Linked DNA regions of Oryctolagus cuniculus: region 2 is linked to region 1. Evidence: chromatin contacts called from public Hi-C data. All regions are on one chromosome and are shown on one strand. Each heading gives the region's core, a stretch centred on a gene start, on an enhancer-like site or on the middle of the called end of the contact. The rest is flanking DNA. Distances are from core to core; before and after follow the strand shown. Region 1 has its middle 340 kb from the start of MIR148A. Region 2 has its middle 89 kb from the start of MIR148A.

The links. Hi-C and Micro-C count contacts between places; a contact is called where the count stands out from the background.
Region 2: a Hi-C map of skin fibroblasts shows a contact between it and region 1, with 6 times the contacts expected there. The contact joins two enhancer-like sites. A contact is called at or near these places in 3 of 6 Hi-C or Micro-C datasets (ear pinna, skin fibroblasts and an unstated tissue).

What each region holds. Positions count from the first base shown.
Region 1 is chr16:17,358,109-17,361,761 of mOryCun1.1, reverse strand. No RefSeq gene overlaps it. Among named protein-coding and RNA genes, the nearest start is that of MIR148A, 340 kb to the left of the region's middle. Within about 2 kb of position 1,676, at least 1 of the 8 cell types and tissues checked has an H3K27ac peak or open chromatin away from gene starts, as enhancers often do.
Region 2 is chr16:17,610,108-17,614,207 of mOryCun1.1, reverse strand. No RefSeq gene overlaps it. Among named protein-coding and RNA genes, the nearest start is that of MIR148A, 89 kb to the left of the region's middle. Within about 2 kb of position 1,682, at least 3 of the 8 cell types and tissues checked have an H3K27ac peak or open chromatin away from gene starts, as enhancers often do.

The DNA of each region.
Region 1 (3,653 bases), core at 427-2,926:
GGCGCCGCAAGGCGGAGGATTAGCCTAGTGAGCCACGGCACCGGCCACTCAATTTTTTAAAAAAATTAAAATGTTAAAATAAAAATTCTGTATGCACTTTTATTGACAGGAAGGTTCTGGAAGCTGGTGCGTTTTGTCCCCGCCCAGGGGCCGCTGTGCCGCACAGTGCAGCCTTGGAGCGTGGCCAGTGCCCCTAGGGACACCGGGCAGCGGTCTGAGTCGGCTCAGGGGAGGAGGGCGGCTCAGATGGGTGGGGGCCCGGGAACATCTTCACGGAGCGGGTGGCTTTGAAGATGGTTAATAAAACCACGGACGGCCATGAGCCCAGGCACGGGTAACGTTAGCTTGCCCCGCGGCCAGGCGGACTCGGATCGGGACTCGCGCCACAGCCAAAGCAGAGCCTGGAACCAACCTGGCCGCTAAGGACAGTTCCGGGCTGGACTCCAGCGAAGTCGAGGAAAAGGCGGGAGGGCAGGGGAAGCCGAGCTCAGAAGCGCCTCGAACACGAGGCGAGAACAGGCAGTGGCGAGTCGTGGCCGGCGCCACCGTGGCGCTCGGGAACCCCCTGGGAGGTGGGTGCCGACCCCACGGTCCCTTCCATTCCAGGGGGCTGAGATCTGGCGATGGCAGGACGCTCCCCAAGGCCGGCGCGGGCAGAGCCTGGCTTCCGTCCAAACTCTCCCCCGGGGCGTTAGGGACCCGGGGTCTGGATTTGCACTCAGGGCCCCGCACTCGGGGGTCTGGGGCAGTGCAGCAGCCTGCGGGGGGGCGGGTCTCGGATCCCCAGCCTCCTCCTCCAGGAGCACCCGGCCGTCTCCAGGTGTCATCGCGTGGGTGGAGGGTCGCTGGGGGCGGCCGGCGCTGGGCCTTGGAGGCCTGGGGGCCCCGGGACGTGCCGCTGGGTGCTGACGCCTGAGGCAGGTGAGGGTGCAAACAGTCGGCAGGCTGAGCCTGGAGCTCCGGGGCGGCGGCTGCGTGGGTGGGACCGCATCTCCCAGTACAGGGGCGCGGAGCCGGAGCCGCCCGGGGGGCCTTCCAGGTCCTCGCCATCCGCACTCGGCGGAGCGAAGCAGCCCACAGCCGGACGCCAAGGGCCCGCAGTGGGGCCAACGCCGGGCCTTCTCAGTTCCTCCGGCGCTGACTTAGCCTAAACCCAGCTGCTTCTCCCGTTAGCAACGCTCCCACTTCACTATCTTACAAAAAGAAGCAAATTGTGTGCAAATCATACACTCTCCTTTTAAATTTTTATTTCTTTTTTATCTGAGACACAGAGAGAAGATGGCGATACCTCCCGTCCAGGGCTTACTCCCCAAACGCTTGCAACAGCTGGGGCAACAGCCAGGAACCAGGTCTTCCGGGCCGGTGGCAGCCACCTGCCTCCCAGGGCCCGCGTTAGCAGGAAGCTGGGATCTGCTACAAAATGCTACAAAATGGGGCTGCAAACATGGTATTCACAGCATCTCCGCTGAGTGGGATTTCATAGGGACAGGGGACATGGTGGGTAGGGGTCACTTGAAAGCATGGGAAGGCTGTACCCTGGGTCCACGGGAAACTGTACCTTCGTAGTTGCGTTTTCAAGATGGTGAGTGCAAGTGCATCTTGCTTAGGAAACAGGCCGAGACGCTGTCTCTTTCCATTTCTTTCCACCCAGAGCCCGGGAAGGAAAGCCCAGCAGCCTTGATTACAGCTTTCTTTTCCTGCCTGGGAGCCAATGCTGGATTCCGCCACAGGAGGGCGCCCGAAACGCCAGCTGCGTTTCCAGAAAATGGACACTAGGTGGCGCCGCTCTGCTAGTTTTCTTCTGGTCCGTTTTTAATTTCTTTTTTATTCCTTTGTTTGTAGCAGGGTGTAAGGGTTTGCTTTGGTTATGTAAAGTGAGTTTTTATATGCCTGAGCCTGTTATCATGCATTTAAGAAGGTATGTTAAGAAAAGCAGAACTATTAACTCATCTTGAGATATCTTCCTTACACTACATGGATTGATTAGTTACATTTTGCTTTTGCAGTATATTTTATGACACTCATGGATGACTCTAGATTGAGTTTTGTTTTTTGGCCTGTCATTGCCTCATATCCTTCAAAGTTTTGTTGTAAATTTCATTTTAGTTTGATTTTTAAAACAGGAGACATAAGTTTGAATCGTATCAGAGCTGCCTAAACAACTTGAATGCTGATTTAAAAAAAATTATGTCAGTAAAGGAGCTGGGAATGAATTCACCTATTTGCATTTGTGGGAAACGTAGTTTCTTCAGCATTATTAATTATTTAGCTTATTAGTCATGTGCCTGTGAGTTATTCCCCTTTCTGGAGTTTGGATTCCTAATTATAAAAATGAGGCGGTTCTTCTGACTACTATCAAAGATCTCTTTCCAGTCTGCCAGTCTATGAGATTATGAGTTTTATAAACAGCTGTGCCCCCCTCCTGCCCCACACCATACCTGAACATACGTGCCTAAGCTATGTTTTTTTTTTAACCTTGATATTTCTCAGTAGCACAGCCTATGCAGTTATGAGCTGCTGCTAGCTTTTCAATTTCTGTTATTTAGCTGGAGTTCTCGTGAGAACGAAGGCTGAGCATGGACAATGCAGAATCACATGCATGCAGCAGAAATCTCTGGCTCTGCGTTGGGAAACTCTGACTCCGACTCTGGCTTCATCCCCGCCTGGCTGGAGGTGCGGGTCCATTACTCAGGGAAGAGGCACCTGGGTCCGTGCTGGCTCCATGACGGACATGTGCAGAAGCCAAGAGCAGGTGCTGGCGGCTCACGGTCCCCGGGGCGCACAGTCCTCAGCTATGCAGTCAGTGAAGTGGGATGCGCGTGCCCGGTGCGGTCAGAGCTGTGCCTCTGGCCTAACTTCTGCCCAAATGTTTGTCCAGCGATTGTCATCCTGACAGGTGCTGGAGACTGGATGGGTTTGTGTGGAAATCATCCAGGGTGGGGCTGGGAAAAGAAGATGCTAAAGAGATATTATCAGTAAAGGTGTTCAACATCCTTTGCCAACAAGTAACATAAGTTAGACATCAGGACCCAAGGTGTTACACTGAGGCCAGTGCTGTGGCGCAGTGGGTTAAGCCACAGTCTGCAGCACCAGCATCCCATATGAGCACCGGTTCAAGTCCCGACTGCTCTACTTCCGATCCATCTCCCTGTTGCTGATCCAGATCCCTGCTAATGTGCCTGAAAAAGCAGCGGAAGATGGCCCGAGTGCTTGGTCCCCTGCACCCATGTGGGAGACCCACATGGAGGTTCAGGCTCCTGGCTTCAGCCTGGCCCAGCCCCAGCTATCGCAGCCATTTAGGGAGTGAACCTGTAGATAGAAGATCTCTTCCCCTCTGTGTCTCTCCCTCTCTGTAACGTTGTCTTTCGCATAATTAAATCTTTAAGAAGAAAAGGTGTTCTACTGTCTATGAGATGACACCCCTTGGTGTAGCTTTGAGTGTACTGGATTCAGACAGACATTCACCGGTTTGGAAGCCTCTAGAAGTCTGCAAGGCAGTGAGTGAGAAAGGGAGTCCCAGCCCTTAGGGTGCGTCTTCCTGAATGCTGCCCATGGCATTGATGAAACACCAAGTGTGAGCTCAGGAAGCTGAACCCTGCCCATGCCAGGGCTGGTGACAAGGGGCTCTTGCCTAACCTCTTGTAAGGACAGAA
Region 2 (4,100 bases), core at 433-2,932, 250 kb before region 1:
CAGCCGCGGGCGCCGCCCGCGGGGCCTGCTTTGTGTCTCGGCCGCCCTCGCGCCCGGGGCCTGGGAAGCCGGGTCGCGGCGCTCCGGGGACCCGGGGGCGGCGGCGCGTTCCCACGCGGGGCCGCCCCCAGCCCGTGACGGGGTTGACTGGGGCCGGGGACGCTGTTCGCAAGGGGATCTGTTCTTTGCGTCTGGCAACCCCGGGGCCAGCTCCTCGGTCTTGCCGCACGGTGCGGGCCCCCGAGCCCTGTCACCCCGGGCTGGGACGGTTCGGCCATGAGCACGCGGGAGTACCCGGGCTCGTCGCGCCACTTCAGAGCCTCAGTTTCTCCTGGGTACAGCGAGGAGCTGGTTCGGGATTCACGCATCTCGTGTCCGGCTCTAAAAAGTTTCTGTTTTTGCGTGGAGAAGCCTGAGCCCTCGCGGCCGGACTTGTTTGTGGACGTCCCCTTCCCTCTCACTTTGACCCTCGTCTGTCCAGTGCCTGCCCGCACGCCACTGGGCCCCCGCGCGCCCGCGCGAGCCACTCGGCCCGCAGGGGCCTGGACTCCCTGAACTTCGGAGGAGCCGAGACCAGGCCGTGCTTGGGCCGGAGGGACCACCAGGGGGCGCTCGTGCCTCAGGATAGAGCCGCGAAGTCCGGGGTCTCACCTCGGCCCTGCTGCCTCTGCCTGCTTTGCGCGGGTTGTAAGCGATGTAGACGGATTTTTTTTTTTTTTAAAGTATGCGCATTTGCTTATTAGGGCCCAGGTAGCTGGATGAAGCCTGGGGTTGGGGGGAAGAAAGCACAAAGCGCTCCGGAAGAGCAGGCCGGCCGGGACATCCAGCGGACCCAATGGCCAAAGTGCAAAATGGGGCGAAGGGGCAGACGTTTAAATGCGAGACTGGGGATCAAAACCCGGCCCTGTAGACGGGGCTCCGCGGCCGCGGGGGAAAGCAGGGCCGCGGGACACGGCCACGGCGGGGGGGGGGGCGCCCTCGTGTTTCTGCAGACTGTGGATTCACTCTGGGGTGGAGGTGCAGACGCCTCCCCCCCTGCCCGCCCGCGCTCCGGGTCTGCCCGCGGCTGGAGCTGTCAGCGAGTGTCCGCAAGCGCAGAAATGGCACCTTTACTTTGCTGGGCGCATGGAGGGATGATGGCTGTAATGAAGCATTAAAAAAAAAAAAACAACCAAATTCTCTTTCAAATGTGACTCTTCCCCGCGTGTGCTGCCCGTCCCCTCCTCCCCAAAACTAAGTGCGTTCTGTTCTCACGGTGTCGCCCTTTGCAGCATCCCTCAGTGGCGTGGTGATTTGGGGGTGTATTACAGGGCTTCCCAAATCCCGTCTGCATCCTGAGAACCTTAAACCCAACCAAATCACCACCGTTGTTCTGGTTTCTTGTTGTCATACATAAGCCGCGCCCAGAACTTTCAGAGCACACGCGAAGCGGAGGCGGCGTGGGGGTTTTGGAGTCTTGTCTGTGCAGAAAAGCTTGAAGCTGCTCCGCTGTGATGAGAAAGATTTTTATCTTTACGGAGAGATCGCATTTACCGAGGTTGCTGAAATGACAGAGGAGCCTAGCAACGATGATTAAGATAGGAAAACTGCTCTGAAAACAGGGCGTGCCTCAGCCACCTTAGCCGGCATACCCCGGAGTTAGGGACTCGGAGCCGCCCGATGAGGCCTGAGCCCGTAACCGCAGGATCTGTGGCCTCCCTGCTCTTTTACAAAAGTTGCTCCTGAGGCTCCTGCGTGGCAAAAAGCTATCCCCGGCCGCTCCTGGCGGGGATAAGGGATCTGTTTTTGCCTGCTGCCTGCTGCAGAGCGGGGAGGCGGTGCTCAGCAGGGCTGGGGTGGCGGCAGGGCTGGAGAAGAGCCTCTGGCTAGAGGGCCGAGCCCACGAGTCTCCACATCACGCGGCCCTGAGTCATGGCCTGGAGCCACGCTGCGGCTTCGAGCTCGGCTTGGCAGCCAGGGCAGTCGGCCTGGTGAAGAGCGGCCGTTTCCAGCCTGCCCACGCCAGGGGGCTTGGAGGGCTGGCCCAGGACCAGCCACTCGCAGGAAGTCCCTCTCATGCGGCCCTGGGGGAGCGGGGGATGTTCCAGGTCGCCCCAAGTGGAGGCTGGCTCGGAGGCCGGTGCTGGGAGTGGGGTGAGGTCTGAGCCAGGCGGGCTGCGTCGGTCTGCGTCGGTCTGCGGAAAGGCACGGTGGCCTTCCCGAGGGGCGCTGTGGGTGCTCTCGTCCCCGCACTGGTCTGGAAGTTCGGGAGCGCCCTGGCAGTTGCTGCATGCTACAACCTGGGGCGAGGGCAGGACAACACGTTTCGTCGTTGATGCGGCTCACAGCAGCATCCTGTGTATATCAGTGTATTTTGCTAAAAGCTGGGAGAGGGAGGATTGAATCAGAACCCGCAGTCGTGTGTTTAGGGTGCTGTGTCCCACCCGGGCTGTAAGATCAGCCACACAGGCAACTGCACACTTCTAGGAGCAAAAAGAAATAGGTAGTAGCATTACTTTAAGAATTCTTTTTATGTAATGCAATATAAACTTTTTTCTGATTCCCATATCTTCATTATCTGATGCGCATGTGACCCTCCCAGCACATATGAATTTGGGGCAATCACATTTGCAAGCCTAAGAAGCCCCAGGGGCCAGAGCAGAGGGCTACACAGAGCTGTTCTGGGTGGCACCAGCTCCAAACAGGTGCACGCACCAGGTCAGCCACGTATCTCTCCCCACATTCCCCTTACGGTCAATAGAACTTGCAATTAGAGAGTGAGACCAAGAGATCTTCCTGCTGATCTGCTCCTCAAATGTCTACAACAGCCCATCCAGGAGCTGGGAGCCGGGAACTCAGCCCAGGTCTTGTGTGTGAGTGTTAGGAAGTCAGCTCTGAGCCATTACCTGCTGCCTCCGAGGTGTGCATTAGTTAGGATGCCGGAGTCAGGAATCCCAGCACTCTGCTATGGGACAGGGCAGTCCTGACCGTTAGGCCAAGCACCCGCCCGGAAGTTTGAAGTATCAGAGGAAAGGCTGAGGAAAACTAGTTGTAAAATAGAAATATATTCTTAACAGAGTCATCTTAGCTCTGAAGAGAAGGGGGCCTGGGGCAGGAATTTCATCGCTGGCATGGGAGGTAAACCAGTGGATGGAAGACTCTCTCTCTCTCTTTCAAATACATAAAGAATAAATAAACTGAAAAATAAAAAGATGAGAGTCCTAGGCCTCATGATTCAAGTTAAGGAAAATTCGGTGTTTAAAAAATTAACGATGCTTTTTTTTAAGTGATTCTGCTATATGGTTTGTGTGTGTGTGTGTGTGTGTGCGCTAAAAGTGAATCCATCCTCATTACAGACCACTTGAGATGATACAGGTACAGAACATAATGAAAGTCCCCACCACTTGTAACCACTGGTCAGAGTTTCGGGGTCTCGCTGTCTTCACACACAGATTTTCTTTCCCCAAAGAAACAGTTTATTTAAGGAATACACACCTCGTGCATTTCATAAATACAACTTTAGGAATATAGCGATTCGTCCCACCATACCCACCCTCCCACCCACTCGTTTTTATTCACTCATTGTATCGCAGCATCGCCACAGGGTGTTGAAACCTCACTGGAAGGCCGGCGCCGCGGCTCACTAGGCTAATCCTCCGCCTAGCGGCGCCGGCACACCGGGTTCTAGTCCCGGTCAGGGCGCCGGATTCTGTCCCGGTTGCCCCTCTTCCAGGCCAGCCCTCTGCTGTGGCCAGGGAGTGCAGTGGAGGATGGCCCAGGTGCTTCGGCCCTGCACCCCATGGGAGACCAGGAAAAGCACCTGGCTCCTGGCTCCTGCCATCGGATCAGCGCGCTGCGCCGGCCGCAGCGCGCTGGCCGCGGCGGCCATTGGAGGGTGAACCAACGTCAAAGGAAGACCTTTCTCTCTGTCTCTCTCTCTCACTGTCCACTCTGCCTGTCAAAAGAAAAAAAAAATAAAAAATAAAAAAAAATAAAAAAAAAAGAAACCTCACTGGAAGCACATTTGGTGTGTGCATGGTAGACAACCGAAGCCGGTGGCTTTGGCGAGGGGGAGAGGTGACCATCGGCTCGCTAAATGGTGACCAATACACAAGGGTACC